Regions from separate parts of the Gossypium hirsutum genome. Here region 2 is linked to region 1. A link is a contact called in public Hi-C data. All regions are on one chromosome and are shown on one strand. Each heading gives the region's core, a stretch centred on a gene start, on an enhancer-like site or on the middle of the called end of the contact. The rest is flanking DNA. Distances are from core to core; before and after follow the strand shown. Region 1 holds the start of LOC107962697. Region 2 holds the start of LOC107962687 (asparagine--tRNA ligase, cytoplasmic 1).

Region 1 (3,837 bases), core at 228-2,727:
GTATTACCTACTTATAAAAAACTTACAAAAGAAGTCAAATTATTAAATAAAGTTCGTTGTCTCAGCTTTAGACCCTAATGAAACCATTTTGTTACAACATATTCGCCTTTTGGTGAAGTCTCAATGGTATCCCCTCTCAATGTGCATAACACTTTCCAGATGAATTTCCTTGATCTCACATGGTCTAGCTTGGTCTCTTCTCGAACTCTTTACCCAATGAATCCTGCAATCACAAGTCATACTCTTGTAAGTTCGAATGAACGTAATAAATTTCTAAGTTACACAAAACATGTCCCACCTTGTTAGGGTTCAAATAAATGAAGCACAACCAGAGGAGCCCCTATGGCAAGGAGGGATTTTGAAAGATGAGCCTCCCGTTATGAGACTGACCATTATTGGCGAAACTACAAATGGTTTTTATGCTCCAGCTTTTCTCTTGAAGAATCTCACCTTGGGCAATCTTTACTGTTAGCCCAATTAAGTTCTCTATTACATTCAAGCTTGTTTCTTCGTTACTCGATGAATATCATACACAAATATGAGCCAATCACTAACATTCAATTGCTCTTGGTAACCCTTCATTAGGAAGTGTTTCAAGCTTTTAACACTCAAGAATGGAGCGAAAGAAAAAAAGAGATTCTCATGCCACAAGTTAAGTTTGGACTTAATATTAATATATTTTATGCTTTATTTAGTTTTGACTTGACTCAAAATATGAATATAAAATTTTGTCTAAATCTATTCATATTTACAAAAGATACTTAAATTAATTTTAGGCTGACTCATATTATTTTTATTTTTTTAAATATTTATATTATTTTAATTAATATTTAATTATTTTATATATTTTTATTGAAAATTTTTATATAGCCATTTTTATATTATTTTAATATTTATATTAGAGTAGTATTAAATATTTAATATATGTTTATTTTTAATATTTTATATTTTGTATAATATATAAAAGTAACTTAGCCTATTCAATTCTAGTTCAGTTAGCATCAATATTGTTACTTATGCAAGAGGACGTGGGTTTGAGCGCTTTGAAGTACATTTATCCTCCTATTGAAGGGTTGGGGAGAGACTATGGGTAATTCTAGACAATTTGTATAAAAAAATTATAAACTTAAAAACAGGCTTAATTTTTTTTTTGTCTAAATTCATTTTTCGAGCTTAATATTTTTACCTAATCCTCCTAAATATCGGACGAGCCTTTAAAATTAGACAAATAGTCTAGCCCGTAAACAGATCTAATGAGAGATGTTGAAAAAGAAAAAGTGAAGAAGGAGAGAAAATAATTTAATTTAATTTTTATTTATAAATAAAAATAAAATAAGTGAATTTTTTAATGAATTTGGAAAAAAAAATTGAAATGAGAAAAGTTGCAAAACTTAAAAGATAACAACATGGAATGGAGTTGAAACTCAAGTGTTGCGTGGCAACGGTGAAGTGGGAACAGCTAACAAAATTTGAAAAAATAAAATGAATTGATCTTATCTAGTGATGAAAGACCATTCCAATCAATTAATAAATAAAATTACTGAAAACCTTCACCACCTGGCGAACAATTAATCAAACATGAATATTGGGCCATAGGTTCAGGCCCATAATGGCCTCAAGAAACCATTGAACTGACACGTGCCACCACGTGTCTAATTGCTCTACTTTCCCTATTGTCATTTCCTTTTCCATATACATTATTCCAGAAATAACCTCAAAACTTTCACATGTTTTCAGTTCTACCCTTCGTTCCACTTCAATCCACACTCTTCTACTCATAAGTGATGATTCCATTGCAATTTACTACACATTTTTACAATTAAGATTGTTTCTAGTAAGCCCAATTTGATTTTTCTCTCTGTAATGAGTCTTCCATCCTTTAAATGGCTCGATTTTCTTGTTATTTTTTCCTTTTACTCTTCATTTTCACCATAAACCCTTGTCTCGCCGTTGTTCAAATTGATGAATTCTCGATCATCGACTCGGACCTCCTCTCTTCTCACGGTGACTACTCTCCGCCTTCTCCTCCGCCGCCTTCCTTGCCGCCGCTTCCTCCGTCTCTTTCGTGTGAGGAAGATTTAAACGGAATTGGCTCACTGGACACTGTATGTGAGCTCAATTCCAGCTTCAGTTTTGACAGCGATGTGTATATAGCAGGAAACGGAAGCTTCCACGTGCTTCCTAATGTCATTTTGAGTTGCCCTATGAAGGGCTGCTCAATTTCCATCAATGTGAGTCGTGGGGAATTCAGTTTGGGGCAGAACGCCGGCGTATTTACCGGGACATTCTTTGTTTCGGCGAGGAATGCGAGTTTCTCTAAAGGTTCAGTGGTAAATGTAAGCAGCTTAGCCGGTCAACCCCCGGCTCAGACGAGTGGAACCCCTTCGGGGATTCAAGGTGCGGGCGGGGGCCATGGTGGAAGAGGCGCAAGTTGCGTGTCGGATAATTTGAAACTGCCGGACGATGTGTGGGGAGGAGATGCTTACTCTTGGTCAACTTTGGATAAGCCTTGGAGTTATGGGAGTAAAGGAGGGACGACTAGTAAAGAAGAGGATTATGGAGGGGAAGGTGGTGGGAGGATAAGGTTAGAGGTGGAGGAGGCCATTGAAATTGGAGGGAGTTTGTTGGCAAATGGAGGTGATGGTGGTGTAAAAGGCGGTGGAGGCTCAGGTGGAAGTATTTATATCAAGGCTCATAGAATGTAATTTAATTTGTTTTCCCCTGCTCATCAGTTTTGTAGGTTTCACGTGAGTTGAACTTTAACTGCTATGATGATATAATTGTTTTGTGTAGTTGATTGATTTATGATGCTTTAGTTCGTCTTGATACTGATTGTCTTCAATTGCCGTAAATAACTTTGCCAAATGGTCCCCTTTTCTTAAGTATAGACTGAACTTTCTAAGCATAGTCAACACTGATACATTTATGCATTTATTGCAAATATGACATTGTATTTATTTTGTCGTCAAGGATGTTGTGGTTATAAATTGGGAGGTCAGGATGCATCATCTGAGAAAAAGAGTGAGGATGAAAGTAAAAAAAAAAAAAAATGAGAGGAAGTCAAAGTAAATTCAAAGTTTAAAGAAAGAAGATGCATAAGGCTCTGGAGGAACTTATGGCATTTTTAGAAAAGAGAGAGTGTGAGTGGATGTCTAAGATAAGGACTTTCAGAATTTGGCTACAAAGTTCAGTGATGATTTAAGTTACAGTTGGAATACCTTTGCTGGAATTTTCAAGCCTGCAGTTTCTAGAAATTAGATGAAATTTATATGTGGACCAACATGTTGAGAAATCCTATGCTTTTTCTCCCATACTTGTGGTTTTGAAGTTATTGTATGCTCCTTATTTTGAAATTGATTGTAGAGTTTGTTTCTCAGAATGTCACTTAATTCGGCTTCTTTACTGTTGTTTTATTATTGAAATATGTTTTCTGTGCATAAATTAATAATTTTATCACTTGTATCTGGAGAATCAGATCTTCATCTGTTACTGTATGATCAGCACATAAAATCGATTTTCTAGCAAATGTAAAGGTCATGTTCTCATTTACTCTATTATTAAATTCTTGTTAAACTCTTTGTGGTTGTGATTCTTCTTCTATCCGTTAATGTACTTTCATCTCTCTTCAAGAGGAAAAAGATGATTGTATGTCCGATTTTGCTCCATCTCATGTTTAATACTTGTATCTTCCTGCAGTATTCTCCTTTGGGGTATTTGTAGTGCATATCTGAAACTCTATGCCTAAACTTTTCATAAGTAAATGGATTATGGGTTTCCTAATGACAATCTTCTTATCTGAAGACAGGACTGGAAGCGGCTGGTTAAGTGCGTCTGGGG
Region 2 (3,753 bases), core at 218-2,717, 170 kb before region 1:
TTTTGACTTAATTTTCTACATAGATGAAAGTAAAGGAGTACTATAAACGCCAGCCATACCTGTAGATCTGCAAATGCTATTTCAGGCTCTACCATCCAAAATTCTGCCAAATGCCTTGAAGTGTGAGAGTGTTCAGCCCGAAAAGTTGGCCCAAATGTATACACGTTACTAACAGCACAAGCATATGTTTCAACCTGCAGTTGCCCAGAAACTGTCAAAAAAGCTTGGCGGGCAAAGAAGTCTTGAGTGTAGTCAATCTTCCCATCCTTCTTGGGAATCCCAGGTTTCAATTTAGATCTCTCCTCCAGCTTAGAGAGATTCTCCTTTGCTTTGTTAAGTTCAGCCACAGAAGCAGTGATTTCCGATTTGCTTGCTTTGGCAGCTTTAAGCTGTTTAACAGCCTCTCCTCTCTCGCTCACAACTTGCCTAGCTGCTTCTATGTCAACCTCCGATGGAGGAGGGTTTTTAATCAGTTCCTTCTCCAGCTTTTCAGATTCACTAATCAAAGTTGTGACTTGAAACATCTCACCAGCACCCTCACAATCACTAGTAGTTAAAATTGGAGTGTGCACATAAAGGAAATTATGCTCTTGGAAGAATGAATGCGTAGCAAAGGCAAGTGCGTTCCTAATTCGAGCAATGGCTGCAATCTGAATCCACAAATAATTACCAAGAATTACAAAATAACAAAACAAATAGCAAAATACCTATTGCACAGCATTAAAAGGTTCCTAAATTTACCAAATTTGGTTTCCAATTGAACTCAGCACTGTTCACTTGTCAGGAATATTAATAACTATACCTTCAATATTGTGTAGTAGTAGTAAAATTTTAAGCTTTTTTTTCAGGGAAATAGTATTATTTTTCAACGTTCCGTAAAAAGAAGGGATGAGCATTCAATTTGGGTAATGATTCATACCGTGTTGGTCCTAGCTCGAAGATGAAGATGATCTCTCAAAAATTCAAGCGTGAGCTTCGTTTTTGGAATCGGGTACTTAGCAGGATCCACCTCGCCTAAAGAAACCACTTTTTCGACCCGAAGCTCAATCTTCTGCCTCGTGCCTTCAGGTGGCACCTTCAATATCCCATCCACCATCACGCAGGTGCCGGTCGCCACCAGCTTGCTCAGAACAGCCAGTCCGGCGTCCACAATCACCTGCAAGTTCGCCGGGCTCGACCCATCATTCAATTCCAAGAAGGCGAAAGTTCCTTTCCCTTGCTCTCTCCCTGTCTTTACCCAACCACCGGCCCGGACTCGTTGCCCAGCAAGGCCAGCCCCGCCATCTGGCCGGCCCACGATGGAACGGATCAGGACACGGTCAGAAAATGCGTGTTTCTCAACGGTGTCAGTCAAGTTCAGCGCGGCGAGTTGGTCCGACGGCGGCGGCGCCTGATCTGTTTCCGCCATTGGATTTTTTGAGCGAGACAAAAATGAACGAGGAAAATGAGGGCCTTAGAGAAACTTAAGTGATATAAACCCTAAAACTAGACTTTATATGTAATCAGGAGCGATCTGTTGCAGCCAAGACTACATTAATTTCAATGTACTCCAATGGGGCAGGGTCACAATGTCTTTTTTAGTACACGTGTGTCTTTTTAATTGGTGCATAATGAATCCCACGGAATCTTTTGCGTCTGAAACTGACGAAAAAACTACCAAGGATTCAGAGAGCGCGTTATTTTAAGGTGGAATCCTGTTTTCATGCTGGCGCTCCTACAATCATACTTCGTCCAAAAACTTGTTTTTTTAATTAATTTCACTTTTAATTCTTTATTATAAAAAGTAAAAAAAAAAACAGATTTAACTTCTTTATAGTAAAATGTAAATATGGCAAATAAACAATTTGCTTGTCTCATAATTATTTTTTCATTAGTTTATTGATCTGCGCATGCATGAGTTAATATTATATATAAAATTTGATATGCTAGCTTATTCAATTATGTTAAATTCTAAGTTTAGTGATAACAATGAGATGTAATGTAATGATCCATTAGAGGGAATGTTTTCTTGAGTATGATGCATTAGAGAGAATGCTTTCTTGAGTTTTAACTGTGTTAGTAATCATAAAATATTAGAAATCTTATTACATACGTATACAACAATTGTAAGCTTATTTGAGTTAGCAATGACTAATCTTTTTTACATTCCAATTTGTTAATATCACTATTTTCATCTTTTACTGTTATCGTGTCTTGTTATCTCTCTCTCATCGACAACTTTAGTTTGCTTCTGTTTACTTTGCTATTTGCTTCAGTTTTTTTTATGGTTACTTGTTTTTCTATACGGTTCTTGGGTTTCTCTATTACAATGACCATTACAGATTTCAATGGAAGAGGTGGAGAGCCTATCACCATGGACTACAATAATCCAATGTAGCTGCATCCTTCAGATACACCAGACACATAGTTGGTTCTGCAAAAGCTAATGGGTCATGAAAATTATGCCATTTGGAGCCAATCCATGCGAATTGCATTGTTGGCCAAGAATAAGCTTGATTTTGTTGATAGAGAATTGATGCAACCAATTTTTCAGTCACAATGTGATCGTTGCAATGCAATTGTTCTTTCATGGATCTTGAACAATGTTAATATCGATCTGTCCATTGGAGTCGTGTTTGCAACCAATGTTGTCCAAGTATAGAAAGACCTTAAGGAATGTTACGATAAGGCCAATGGGTCACATATATTCCTTCTTCATTGGGAGATTGCTCCACATATTCAAGGTACTACCTCCATCTCTAATTTCTTTACTCGATTAAAGTTGCTTTGGGATGAGTATAATGCCTTGGTGCCAGTTTCTTCATGTAATTGTGAAATGTCCTCAAGATTTTAGAGCATGTTCAACAATAGAGATTGTTTCAATTTCTCATGAGCTTGAATGATCATTATACTGCTATATGTAGTCACATTTTTCTTATGCAACCATTACCTGCGGTAAATCTTGCATACTCTATGATGATTTAAGAAGAATCCCAACGGCAACATACTTCAGGAGTTTCCTTTAATGACCCAATAGTCTTGTATTCTTCAAACATTCAACAACAATCTAAAAAAACAGGTTTAATGGAATATGTTATCATTGTAAGGTAAATGGGCATAAACGAGAATCTTGCTACAAGTTGATTGGATTTCCTCCAGACTTCAAATTCATTAAACGCAAGTCAAATACTTCAATGGAAAATTAGGTTGGCTCGAACAAATCGTCAACTGAAACTTCTATTGCTACAAATTCTCTACCTTCAGCCTCGATATTCACCTAAGAGTAGTACCAACCAATTTTAAATCTCTTGAGTAATGATTCGAAGCCAGTAGATAATTCGAATGTAGGTGCTACACATATGGTAGGTATGGTTTCTACACTGTCTTCCTTCTAGTGGATTTTGGATATTAGAGCTACAAACCATATGATATCTGATGAACGATACCTGGAATCTTTGATTTCATGTGCTTCAATCTCATTGTTTGTTCAATTGCCTAATAGAAAGCCGGTACCAATTGTTAACAATGGTTTATACACTTTATTTCCCTTTGCCAAGCTTACTAATGTTTTTTATGTCCTAGATTTCAATTTTAATTTGCTTTCTATTTCAAATTTAACCCGATACTTACATTGTTTCGTTTCTTTTTCCCTTCATTTTTGCCTTCTTCAAGACCTCTACAGTAGACAAGTGAAAGCAATTGGTTGAGCAACATGGTCTCTACATTATCTTTCCACCACATTCTCCAAATTCTCTTCAACAACATAAACTTTCT

The links. A called contact is a pair of places that touch in the nucleus more often than the background predicts.
Region 2: a contact with region 1 is called in a Hi-C map of leaf, with 1.9 times the contacts expected there. The contact joins the promoter of LOC107962687 here to the promoter of LOC107962697 in region 1. A contact is called at or near these places in 2 of 34 Hi-C or Micro-C datasets (both in leaf).

Annotation. Positions count from the first base shown.
Region 1 is chrA06:17,114,765-17,118,601 of Gossypium_hirsutum_v2.1, reverse strand. It overlaps LOC107962697, which reads left to right and starts at 1,477. Exons shown (of 22, transcript XM_016899173.2): 1 at 1,477-2,701; 2 at 3,806-3,837. The coding sequence starts at 1,884.
Region 2 is chrA06:17,289,512-17,293,264 of Gossypium_hirsutum_v2.1, reverse strand. LOC107962687 (asparagine--tRNA ligase, cytoplasmic 1) reads right to left here and starts at 1,467. Exons shown (of 6, transcript XM_041115263.1): 1 at 920-1,467; 2 at 60-650. The coding sequence starts at 1,408.